Regions from separate parts of the Mus musculus genome. Here region 2 is linked to region 1. Evidence: chromatin contacts called from public Hi-C data. All regions are on one chromosome and are shown on one strand. The core of a region is the stretch at or near the end of the contact, and the rest is flanking DNA. Distances in the headings are between cores, read along the strand shown.

Region 1 (6,234 bases), core at 396-2,895:
ACTTTTATACATTATTCTCAACTCCTAACTACTCCAAGGGACTACTCAATGGAATCATTTCTTCTATTCTTATACTTGACTTTCTGATTGAAATACCTTTGGCAAGTCATACCACAGAAGCCAACTCATATCTTTCATTTCACCTTTCAGTGACCCTTCATCTCAGGCTTTGTGGCCTGTGATGGTTTGAATATGGTTGGTCCAGGGAGTGACACTATTAGCAGGTATGGCCTTGTTGGAGTAGGTATAGCTTTGGTGGAAGTGTGTCACTGTGGGGGTGAGCAATGAGACCCTCCCCCTAACCATGTGGAAGTCAGTCTTTTCCTGTTTGCCTTCAGAACAAGTTGTAGAACTCTCAGATTTTTTTAGCACTGTGTCTGCCTGCTTGGACAGTGCCATGCTTCTTGCTATAATGATAATGGACTGAACCTCTGATCCTGTAAGCTAGTCCCAAATAAATGATGTCCTTTAAAAGAATTGCCTTGCTCATGATGTCTCTTCACATCAATGAAACTCTAAGACACAACCCACTTCTTTTCAACACATAGATTGTTCTACCTACTGTATGTGAAGGCATGTGAATATGTCCCACTTTTGTAGCCCTAGAGCTGAAAGATGCATATAACCCTCTGTGAGCTCCTAAGCTTGAACATAATAATTATGCTGACAGCCCCTAGCAATAGATCTAGTTTGTTGATGACACACATAATGCATCCACTCAAACGTTGATCTACCCACCTGCTGAAAGAGACATTTCGAAATGCAGCTGATGGATGGATTTCACTCTATTCCTGTCTTACCAGAGTGCTATGAGAGCTACTGTCTCAAAGAGCTCACACAGCACAGCTCTGCAGACAGCTCGAAAGACAGACGGGAAGCTTCTGCTCCATTGTTCTCCACTCACCGCATACTGCAGGACAAGAAATAGGCACTTCCTGTCAATCCAAAAGAAATTATTTCTGACACTTACCCATAGGCATGCATAAAGAAAGACATGCATACAGAATGAATTCATCTTGAAGTCTATGACTTGGTTTAAAAACAAGTTCACATAAATTGGAATTTTTTTTGAAGAGTCAACATAATTTCAGATTTCACCATCATTTCCTGAAGGTACCATCTGGTAAAATTGGCTTATCACCTAACTTTTAATGTATGTTTGAGATTTCCTGCTTATAGCATTTCCCCAAGGGATGAGAGGGGAAAAAATTACAACTGGGCAGTTTTATAAGGGGGATTATCTATAGTTCCCATATAAGACGCCTTCTCCCCCTGTGAGCACACCTGCAGATGCTAATAACTGATTCACGCAATGTTCCTCTTGACTTGAATCAAAATTGGCAATAAGTATATACATCTCAAATAGCAATTTAAAAAAATCTTGTGTTTACTGGTTCATAAAACTGGGTTCGTCCAGTTTACCAGGGGGGAGGGGTAGGTATTCAGGGAGCAATTAGGGATAAGATAGCCAAAGAAACAGTTATTTGGAAAAAGAAATCTGTGTGTCTGGCTCTCTCTATGAATTATGACTATTCAAAGGAAAAAAATCTGAACATTTGCCAAAAAGACTGGCGTGTAAAGGGACAGCTGGAGTCCTTGGCCAGGGTTACAATGCATTACTTGTTCCATGAGAAACGAACGGAATCACTTAGCACAGCGACTCACACATTGCTTGAGACACTGGCACATCGTGAACTCATGAAGCATTTTCTTCAAAGGGAAAGAGTTGGGTATTTCAGGAAGGTCATTGACAGCACTTTGGGTACAGACATGCTGACCTTCCTGGTAGGGATTTGCAGCCTTTGTGGTGGGTGGACCCAGTCTCTGTGGATGCCTTCATTGTGCTTGAAGGTTTATACAGGATGCATTGTGTAAACTGCCAAGCCTAGCTCTGAATCCCTTAAGGGCTCAGGAAAATCTAACCAAATAAAACCCCACTGTATTTTTTTTCTTTCTACGAGAGATGCAAATAGCATTTTTTAACAAGAATGTAAAGCAATATATAAACATGCCCCAAATTTGGAAAATTCAATAGGAGTCTAAAATTTAAACTCCTTAAACAGCTTTAAATACAAATGGGTGAAGAAGCATGGAAATGGGACTGTAAACACATATGAGAACCTGTCATAAAAACCACCTCGAGACCTGGTGACTGAGCTAGACTCAGTTCTAGCTCATGCATGGTACTCAGCAGTGCTACAAAGGTCACCCTCTCTAACAGGGTCAAGTGCCAGCTTAGGGAGAGAGGCATAGCTCTTCCTAGTCCTAGACATATGCAAGGAAGCAACAGGCATTGGAAAGTTTGATTGGACAAGTCAGTTTCAATGAAATGGGATCTGATTAGTCTAGTACAATTGGAGTACATTTCTGAGATTTTTCCAAATTGGTGCATATGTCCTCCTTAGTTAAAGTTAATTCTTACTATTCATGGACATCAGGGATATTAATTTATACTTTATATCTGATTTACCTTAATAAGCCTCATGCTTTACTTGGAACTCATGATACTTATAGATATGGAAATATATATCAGTGAATAAAGGAGCCTCAAAGAATGCAGAGCAAATAGTATGATGTCCTCCTAGTGGGCTATCCTTTTGATGCCCTTAAGATAGTGTGTCCTAGTCAATGTTCCTACTTTAGACCATCTCCAGTAAAAAGGCCTGGCTGATGGTCCAGGAATTGTTCAAACTCAACCCCAAACCAAAGAAACAGAATGAATCACTTACTTACCATTAGACAAATCTCCAGAAATTTGTTACATCTTTAGTACTTGTGGTGAGCTCTAAGTAGGAAAAAATGATGTTTTGTGAAAAGGTTCCAGCTACCAGAGAAGTTAGTACACTTTGAAATGCCTGTTGGCAGAATAACCAATTAAAAAGAATCTACTGTCATTAGAGCCTTACAAAATTCCCAGAACTCATATTAATAATAAAAGATATGAAGTATAATAAGAGAAAAATCATGCTTTGTTTAATGTACTGTTCAGTGGAAAACACACCAGTACTGAGTGCTTCATTACCATTTCTAGTGAATGGGTCACTTTCTGTCTCATTGTCAGGTTTGCCTACTTTTTTATGTTCCCTGGCTAATACAATCCATTTAATGCTTTCTTTTTTTCCAGCAAGTCTTCACATTTTCCTCTCTCTCATTTCAGAGAGAGTATTTTACAAATTAGGTGATGTCTGTACTTTTTGGTCCTATGAAATGAAGAAACACTGACTGGCAACATTTGGGAAAAAATGTATATACAATATACTAACCACCTTCTTTCTTTCTGATTTCTTCTTATTTTGTTTCTGGGAATATGTTTCAACACTAAGTCCAAGGTGGCTTGGGACTATGTTACTCTTAAACTCTGGAATGCCCCATCTCAGTCTTTAGAACTCTGGGTTTATAGGCTGCTCTGTGCTACCACAAGACCATTAATTGTTTTTTTAAGTACACAGTTCAGTAAGGACAGGGAACATTCATAGTGTTGTACAACTTAACTGCCTTTCAACTTATAAAACTGAAACACCATGCCTGTTAAACAACCTTCCATATTCTTCTGCCTTCTGCTTTGTGTATCTATCACTCTTCATATAACTTTGAGCACTCTTGATATGTTTAATATAAGTGGATTCACCCAGTATTTTGTTTTTTCATGACTGAATTGTTGCACTTAGCATAACATCTTCAAAATTCTCTTGTATTACACCATTTACCTGTCAGAATTTCTTCCCTTTTAGGATTAAATAATGTTCCATAGTGTGCACACACCATATTATATTTTGTTTTGGTTTTATACATCAATGGATACCTCAGTTGCTTCCATCTTTTTTTCTAATGTGAATAATACTGCTATAGACATAGATATGCAAAAAAGCCTTTGCCAGATTTTAATCCTTTAGCATACATATTGAGCTGGTAAGTTTTTTGTCAACATGACACAAGTGAGGGTCAGGGTTACCTGGGAAGGGATAAAAGGCCTTCATCCAATTCTTATAGACAGGTCTGTGGGCTGTTTTCTTGATTAATGATTGATGTGGGAGGGTCCAGGAAGTTGGGAGTGTAGACTTCCCTGGGCAGGTAGTCCTGGGTACTATAAAAGTGCAAGCTAAGCAAATCACTGAGTTCCTGTCCTTTTTGAGTTCCTGCCTTGTCTTCTCTCAATGACATCCTGTGATTAGGTCATACAACCCAAATAATCCCTTTCCACTTCAAGTTGCTATAGGTCAGTCCTTTATCACAGTAACAGAGGGGTAAACTAAGACACATATAAAAATGTGGTATTACTGAATCATATGGTATTTTTTTTTTTAGAGTTTGTTTGATTGGCTTGTTGGTTTGTTGGGTTTTTTGTTTGTTTGTTTGTTGGGTTTTTGGGGGGTTTGTTGTTGTTGTTATTTTTTGTAGGCAGGGTTTCCTCTGTGTAATAAGCCCTAGCTGTCCTGGGCTCCCTTTCTAGACCAGACTGGCCTTGAACTCACAGAGATCTGCCTGCCTCTGCCTCCCAAGTGCTGAGATTAAAAGTGTGAACCACCATGTCCAGTTTATTTTGAGTGTTTTGAGGAAATACCATAGCATCTTCTTTAGATGTCACAGCATTTGACATCATACCTATACCTCATAAGCATTCTAGGTTTTCCACTTCCTGGTTGATTTTCTGTTTCTTGCCTCTATGAGGCAATGGATGTGAAGTGATATTTTACTACAGTATTTATTTATATTTCCCCAATAATTGTTCAATATCTTTTTCAATACTTACCAACAACCTATATGTTATCTCTGAAGAAATGTCTATTCATATTTTTTTCCTATTTTAATCCTGTCATTTGCTGTTTTAGTATTTTTGAGTTTTATTTGAGCTCTTCATATATTCTGAACTGTAATCTTATACCAAATTGTGATTTGTAAATATTTCTTCCTGTGCTTTAGGTTACCTTTCATCTAATGGGTATTTTTTTATGCATAGAAATTTTAATTTAAATGTGGTTCAGCCCATCTATTTTTTGCTTTTGTTACTTACAGCCACAGTTCATCAGTGGAAACTTGCACACTACATATAAATTTATCAATATTTTATGTTCATAGTTGAGTTCAGTAATTGGACAAGAGCATCTATTAATTTTGTCAGGGTTTAGGCTTGATGTTCAAGTTTGTAACTCATTTTATAAAAGATTGAGTTGATGAAACAGAGATGATAGTATATTTAGAGAGAAGAATTTTTCCCAGATTAATTTATTCTAGTCATTTATTTCTAATAAAAGGATTCTAATAGAAGTTTGTTTGGGTTTTTTTTACTGCCATATATTTCAGCTCTTTGAAGCACAATGTAACAAGGACAAATTCATGTCTTAACCTATAATCTGAAAATTGCTCAGGCAAAACCAGCAGAAAAAAGCAAAAGATAGTAAACTACTGGACAACTGCATCTGATTTTTTTCCAGAAACCAAGTCTTTGATCTACACTGACACTAAACAGGAGTTCCTTTGTTTCCTCACAGAAGCTGTGAATGCTTAGACACTATCTCTGGAGGAAAAGATACTCGAAGAATTGCCCTTCCATGCTTCTCTAAAACTTATGCTAGCTTATGCCAGGATTGTAGATTATCCATGGAATATATTGTTGAAATCTATTAATAAAATGCAACAAATGCACAAATTATATTCTCCCCGCCACATAGCATGTGTTAAAATAAGATATCTATGACACTGGGCTTTTCATTGTTCATTTTAATTCAAAACAATACTTGGGAATTAAGAAGGGTCTGAGTTTTCTCTTTCTCACAATAATGTGAAAACTACTAGAGTAGATAAAGTTTAAGGTACATAAAAACCTTTGTATTGTTCTTTCATAATGATTTGATTTTGTTTTTTTTTTTACTACTCAAGTCTGAATTTTCATATGTTCAGAGCTTACATTGTTTCAACTTTTCTCCAGGTTCTAGTGACATTTTTCCTTTTTAAATTTTCAGCTTCAGGGAGAAAATGTACTCATGATGGTCATGAACAGCTTATTATGCACAAATATTTATAAAAGTGAAGACAATGCAGTACTGACCACAGGTCCCCTAGAGCTGAGCGTCTTGTCTTGTGATAGATACATCTGTGATTTTTCCTACAAATACTAGGCTATCCAAAATTGGGCTTACTATACTCAAAGGGATATTTCTTGTATTCTTATTACTTTTTAGTAATATTTTTTATTTTATTTATATTTGAAGGAGAATAAACAGTATAGTGACAAAA
Region 2 (6,129 bases), core at 1,509-4,008, 120 kb before region 1:
ACAGAGGCTCAGAGAGCCATGGCATTGTGTTTGAAGGACATTGTACTTTCTCTTGATAGAAAATAGAATTGTTTGAAACAGTGTTTGAGGCACAAAAAGAGGTGGTTCCGAGACTATCAGACAAACAACAACCCCACCCCCCAAATTCTCACTCATTTCCACAAAAGTAGATAATAGGTAAACGAATGTTCCTTGCATACATGCTGTGCTTTCTTCCCATTCATCTTCTCCTTGAATATATCTGCTGATTTCATCTGTCTGTCTGGGAGTTACTCTGTTCCTTTAAACATCACTTCCCCTCTTCATTGCTCTCTGGTAGAGTACGGATCTCTCTCTTCATTCCATCCTTTCAGGCTGTACCACAGGCTACCTTTGTGACTCCATCTCTTAGGCGGGACTTGCTGTACATCTGAAACACAGAACTTCTGGCTGCTCCTCAGCATTTCTGACTCTTCTTGTTCCACATTTGGTTTTAATATCCCTGCCCCACTTCTGTCTCTTCCATTTTTCTCCATTAAAATCATACCCGAGCTTGAAGGACTCGAAGGTCTCCATTTCCCTCAGCCTCAAGTCTGACGACTTCTTTTCATCTCTTTGCATATGTAGCTGCACTTCTTTTGTAGTTTATTTTCTCTTTTCCTTTCTTTTCCTCCTTCCTTTTCTTCTTGTTACAAGTTGAGTTAAGTTACATGAAGACTAAGGGACTTAGCCAGAGCTGGGGTTCAAAGTAGACAGGCAAGAACTGGTTTTCCTACTGCCAGCTCTGACATCTACATAATTAGTATTATTTAAAAAGAGTCACATATATTGAACTGGTGACAAAACTATATTCATAGTAGAAGCTGGTAATGGGAATAAGCTTGTGAGTTCCAAGGCAAAAGCCCTTGTACTCTGTTGAGTAAAAAGGAAGAAAAGGTCCAGTCTAGACCTGGATGTCTAGAAGTGTTTTAAGTGTCCTGCATCCACAGAGACTTTAAGGACAGAGTCAGAGAAGGCAGATTTTTATGTGTTGCCTTTGTTGTCTTGAAAGAGCAGACTCTGCCAAAACGATAGCAGCCATGCAGAGCCTAGCATCTGCAATCTCTAACAGGTTTCAGATTTCTAAAAATGACTTGGAAAATCACATGTCAGCAAACTAGAGGGGCAAAAGGGAGCCACTGATAGGGAATCAGTGAATCTCACGTGTATTTGAGATGCTGTGACAAAAACATGCAATGCACCAATCACAAGGTCTGCAGTGTTTCATTTTCCTCTTCATGACAGTGATTACATTTATGATGTCTTTCAGAGACTTGAGCAAAGAACACAAGCTGAAAAATCAATACAGCAAATGGCAAACATGCCAAGGGTGTGGATTAGAATGGGAACCAGAGCCAGTGAGAACATGGTGTTTGGGTAACATTGTGCCTGCACTGGCAAACTTTAATCTGTTATATTTTGTATCTAAAATATATGGAAACACACAGATGTGGTGAGAATGGGACAGATACAATTAGAACAGGCAGTTTGGGGATGAAAATCAGATACCTCTGATTACACTTGGTCCATGCCATGCTTATCACAAATGACACAATGAAGGCTCCAGAATGGAGGACAACTGCCATACAGGTATATCTTGTCGCCTAGGAGTCTGTTGCTTTGTGTTGTCTCTCTTCAATTCCTTTCCACTCATCTGATTGTGATTCTTAAACCCTCAAGTCTTTATATTTGCTTTGGTTGTATTACTGCCAGACAAGAAGAAATGGACAACACAATTATATCCATATGCCTACTATGACAGAACTCATCTTAAGGAAATGCCGATGCCCAAGATGAATGGTGGTGCTCTCCAGAGGCTGTTATGTCACTTTAGTCCTTGCATGCAGCCTTAGTAGACTAATGATTTGAGAACAGAAAGAAGGCATATTTTGTAGAATATATATATATGCACACACATACATACATACAAAATATTTTACATCTATGGGTGGTTTTAAAGATTATTGCTCTATTTGTTATTATTGTAAAGGCTAACATCTAGACTTTCTTTAAATTATGAGTGCTTAAAAATGGAAGACTCTCACTTCTTAGACAAATGAGTCCAGAACATGTATGTTATGTATGTTATGTATGTGGGTTAGGAAGAACAGGCAGGCACTGGTTAAATTCCCATCAGCCAGGAATTCTGAGCATCCCAACTGAACATATGCACAAAATCCTGAAAAAGCGTTTGAAATTTAGCATTGCAGTAACATGTTTAAAATAACTTCAGAGTTGATCTATAACCAGGGCACTTCTAGGTTTAAGCAAATATAGCAATTAGTTTTTCATTTTTTAAAGGGAGCTCATTTTGTGTAGCTAAATATAAATCAAAAAATTTTAAACACTATCCTCCAAGGCAGTTTAATTTTGAGCAGAATTTGAACGAAGAAGTAAAACCAAATCTCAAAGATGCTTCTGGTGTGGTAACATGGATCCTGGAGTGCAGCCTCAGAGCCATTTGGCTGTAGCCTCACATTCAGAAGGGCCAGCCAAGGAGACACATAGGCAGACTGCTTCAGAGAGATCAGCCTAAACCAGTACCATTTCTGAGACCAAATTCCCCTCAGAAGCACTCTGTAAATCCCCGAGTTCCTGTAGTAAGAAGTCTGTCCCTTTATTTAGTTTCATTGTGTGTTATCATTAAATGGGAGGAAATGACAAAAGCCACAGTCAAGGATAACCATGTGACACTGGCTTAGGCAGGCATAGGGTGTGTCTAGAGTGTGTTTCTGCTCAAAACTGGGTTACAAATGTGACCTAATGCTTGAAGCCTGTAGCTCCCAAAGAGGAGGAAGTTGTGCAGTGTTCTGGTGCTGATGGCAGGTTGCCAACCCAACAGAATTGCACAATCAGCTTCTAGGACATGCTGCATTTTTTTTCTCTCCCCAGAAATCAGTAAGCCACACTAGAGGGCAGGCTAACCTAGACCTTTATTCAACCCCTGCCCCCCACCCAAGAACAAGAATTTGCTCCCTTGTGTCTGATATAAGCATTATAGAAATAGAAGCCTACAGTTGAAAAAAATTGTGGCACTCTACGGAGCAAGCAACAGAGATTGTAGTTTGTGTGATACATCTATTTTACTCTGTGCTTGGAACATGTAAGGACAGCGCCACTTTAAGTAAAGCTTAAGGAAAAGTAAACCAACAAAAGGCAATGAAAATAGTGAATAACATGTCGTTATTAACTTGAATGAATTAATTAATATGTTATCAGAAATTAATACTATCAGACTAAATTAATATTAGAAAAGGGGTATTTCTTGACCAGTAACATCTTCTGTACAGGAATAGAAAATACAGTAGACATTGTCACTGCGGTGCAAGTCAGATACATAATGCTAGTTTGCATCTGATATCCTGCTTTTATTTCATTTTCTTCAGTGTGGTCATCAAGCACTAAAGGACTTGAGAATATAAGCTGTATAAAGTGGACTGTCTTAGGAACAAGGTTAATATTCTTCCTCCTGGACTTGCCCCATACCACCTCAGACTCCTCAGCCCTCCCAAGGAGTTTAGGATGTAGTAGAAAGTCACATAAAATTTCCAATCTGAACACTGAGCATATGTATTGTTAAAACATTGGTTGATAGCCACAACTGGCTTCTTGCTATTCTTTGAAAATATCTATGTAGAAGATTATCCTATTTTCCATATGTTCTGTGCTAGTCCAGCTTCTCCACAGACATGGAGACAACAAGATATACATAGCAGTCGATTTGTCAAAGAGGCTTGTTGCGTGCAATTCTGCAGTCTGAGAGGTTTCAGATCTGTAGTTAAAGACAAATGTAATGCCACATTTCAGTAATCTGTGCATTTGGGAAGCCAAGGCAAGAGGATTACCAAAACTTTGAAAATAGCGTGGGCTTCCAAGGAAGACATTTTCTTATAAATGGACAAAAACAAAATCAAAACAAAAAACAAACAAACCTAGAGTCTGCAGACTGGAGACAGTGACGTGGTTTCACATCTGAGTGTAAAGCCCTAAAACCCATGAGAGCTCAGGATATAATATCATGTCTGAGTCAGAGTCTAAGAGACGCAACTGATGCTGCAGCTTACAGATGGAGCTCTGGAGTTCTTTTTGCTCACCTATTCATCCAGGCTTTCAGTAGGCCAGATGAATCTTCTCTGAAGACTGCTTTATTGCTTTTGGGGGTCTACAGATCCAAATGTTAATTTCATCCAGAACTGACCTCCCAGACACAACTAGAAGAATATTTTCACCAAATCTGAGCACCTCAAGGCTCAGTGTCACAAACATCCAATCATCTCAGCTACTCTTTGCTTTGTGCTTACTTTTATGCTTTAGAGAATGCAAAAATCCCTCTCTGCAAGCATCTCAACCTGAAGCATTGGTTCCCACTTGCAAACTGTGAGTTATGATGTGCGTGTTAAGGTCATCACAAGAGCTTACTGTGGTCAGAAGAAATTGTTTAAACCAAGCACAGTCTTCATGTGCCTTATAAAAATGAAGTGTAGATAGATTTCATAATTTGAGCAATATGAAATTTATACTACTTTTTCTAAATCTTAGTCATAGGCTTAGAAAATACATTGCACATTTATTTCAAAGTCTAAACAATGATAGCTAAAGCAAGAAGTCCCCAGAGATGACCAGTCTGACCAACAAAATAAAAATTCCTCTGACTAATCTGTTCACGTTAAAGTGGTGCACAGTGTATCTCTGGTGGGCTTGGTTCATTAGGATAAATGTAACATGAGCTCAGTGATGGTAGAGGCAAGAGTGAACAAGACATGAGTAAGCGTGTCCTCACAATTAATAATAACGGAGCCACAAGAACACCCCGTGCTGGGAGACTCCTTTCCCTCTCATGACTCATTTGTCAGAGATTTCCTTTGTTTGCTACTTTTCTCAAATAGCATTTCCTCTCACCAAAGAAGACACTCTAGTTCTTTGGGTTGATCTGTTGCTTTTGTTTAGTGACCAGGACTGGGCCCTTTAAATAGTGAGCCTCCTAGTGATGGTAGAAGTGACGAAAGATGGACTAAAAGATCAGGAAAAGGGATGCTGTATCAGACAGAGATGTTTTTGTTCTTTTGTTCTTATGTTTATAAGCCCAAAACATTAAATGTCTAAATTTTTAACTTTCCTTTATCCTTCAAGAATTCAGTGGAGTAAGACAAGACCTAAAGTTAGTATATATTAGAAATATCATGTACAACCAAAATTATCCTGTAAAGTATTTTTAAAATTATTTTTATTTTGTGTATATGAGTGTATATTACTGTATTACAAAACATTTTGAAAGTCTTGGTTGGCCTTGGTACTGTCTGATATGAGGATGTGTTAACCATGGTTTTCTGAGTATCTCCTTGTCATCTTTCCTTACCCCTCAGCTTGTGTTTGTTGAATAAAATAGAATCTGGGGTTGTGAGGCAATTTTCTTCCACGAGTTTTTGCTTTTATGTAAATTCAGACAATAATAAAACTGCAATGATAGGATAAAACTCCCCAGTGGTAGATTTTAATATTTGCCTTATTTTTTCTTGATTTCTCATTCCTGTGGTTTTGAGTATATTCATAAACAATGTGTACCCTTGTTTGTGTATGTATCATATTATGTCTGAGAGTGATCCAATCAGTGATCCCCTAAATGATGACTTGGTCCAGAAAAAAACGCATCCTAGCAACAGTGAAGAATAAAAGATCTTTGGCACATGTCTAGTAAGGATGCTATTTGGGTTTACTTAGGAAAATCTTCACTAAACCAAAATAAAATATGTCTTTTTCTAATTTACATTACTAATGTGCTATTACACTCTCTTGGCTTTTTTTAAACATACAGATGTGAATGGCATGTATGATCTCATGAATAATTCAAAGACCCACTGTGAGTTCTTGCCCCTGGATTCTATTGTTCCCCAGCCAAGGACGATGACTTTCAGTTTTGCTGGAGCTGGAAGATCCTCAAAGGCAATTTTATTATTATTATTATTAATATTGCTACAAGTGATTATTGTGATTATAAATGATTTTTTACCAGCAATTATTAAGATCTTGCATTGTATAGTCTTCAAACATCAAGACACATCTCACACATTTCAAAATGTAAATTACTCCATCGTAATATGTGTTTGGCTGTGG

The links. Hi-C and Micro-C count contacts between places; a contact is called where the count stands out from the background.
Region 2: a contact with region 1 is called in a Hi-C map of Sertoli cells, with 1.9 times the contacts expected there. The contact joins two enhancer-like sites. A contact is called at or near these places in 6 of 484 Hi-C or Micro-C datasets (3T3-L1-derived adipocytes, Sertoli cells, cerebral cortex and 3 more).

What each region holds. Positions count from the first base shown.
Region 1 is chr13:90,390,487-90,396,720 of GRCm38.p6, reverse strand. No RefSeq gene overlaps it. Among named protein-coding and RNA genes, the nearest start is that of Gm35111, 160 kb to the left of the region's middle. Within about 2 kb of position 1,645, at least 58 of the 459 cell types and tissues checked have an H3K27ac peak or open chromatin away from gene starts, as enhancers often do. A contact at or near this core is called in Sertoli cells and stem cell-derived neural progenitor cells, where this site is marked.
Region 2 is chr13:90,512,725-90,518,853 of GRCm38.p6, reverse strand. All of the region lies in intron 1 of Gm35111 (a long non-coding RNA gene), which reads left to right. Among named protein-coding and RNA genes, the nearest start is that of Gm35111, 33 kb to the left of the region's middle. Within about 2 kb of position 2,758, at least 184 of the 459 cell types and tissues checked have an H3K27ac peak or open chromatin away from gene starts, as enhancers often do. A contact at or near this core is called in Sertoli cells and stem cell-derived neural progenitor cells, where this site is marked.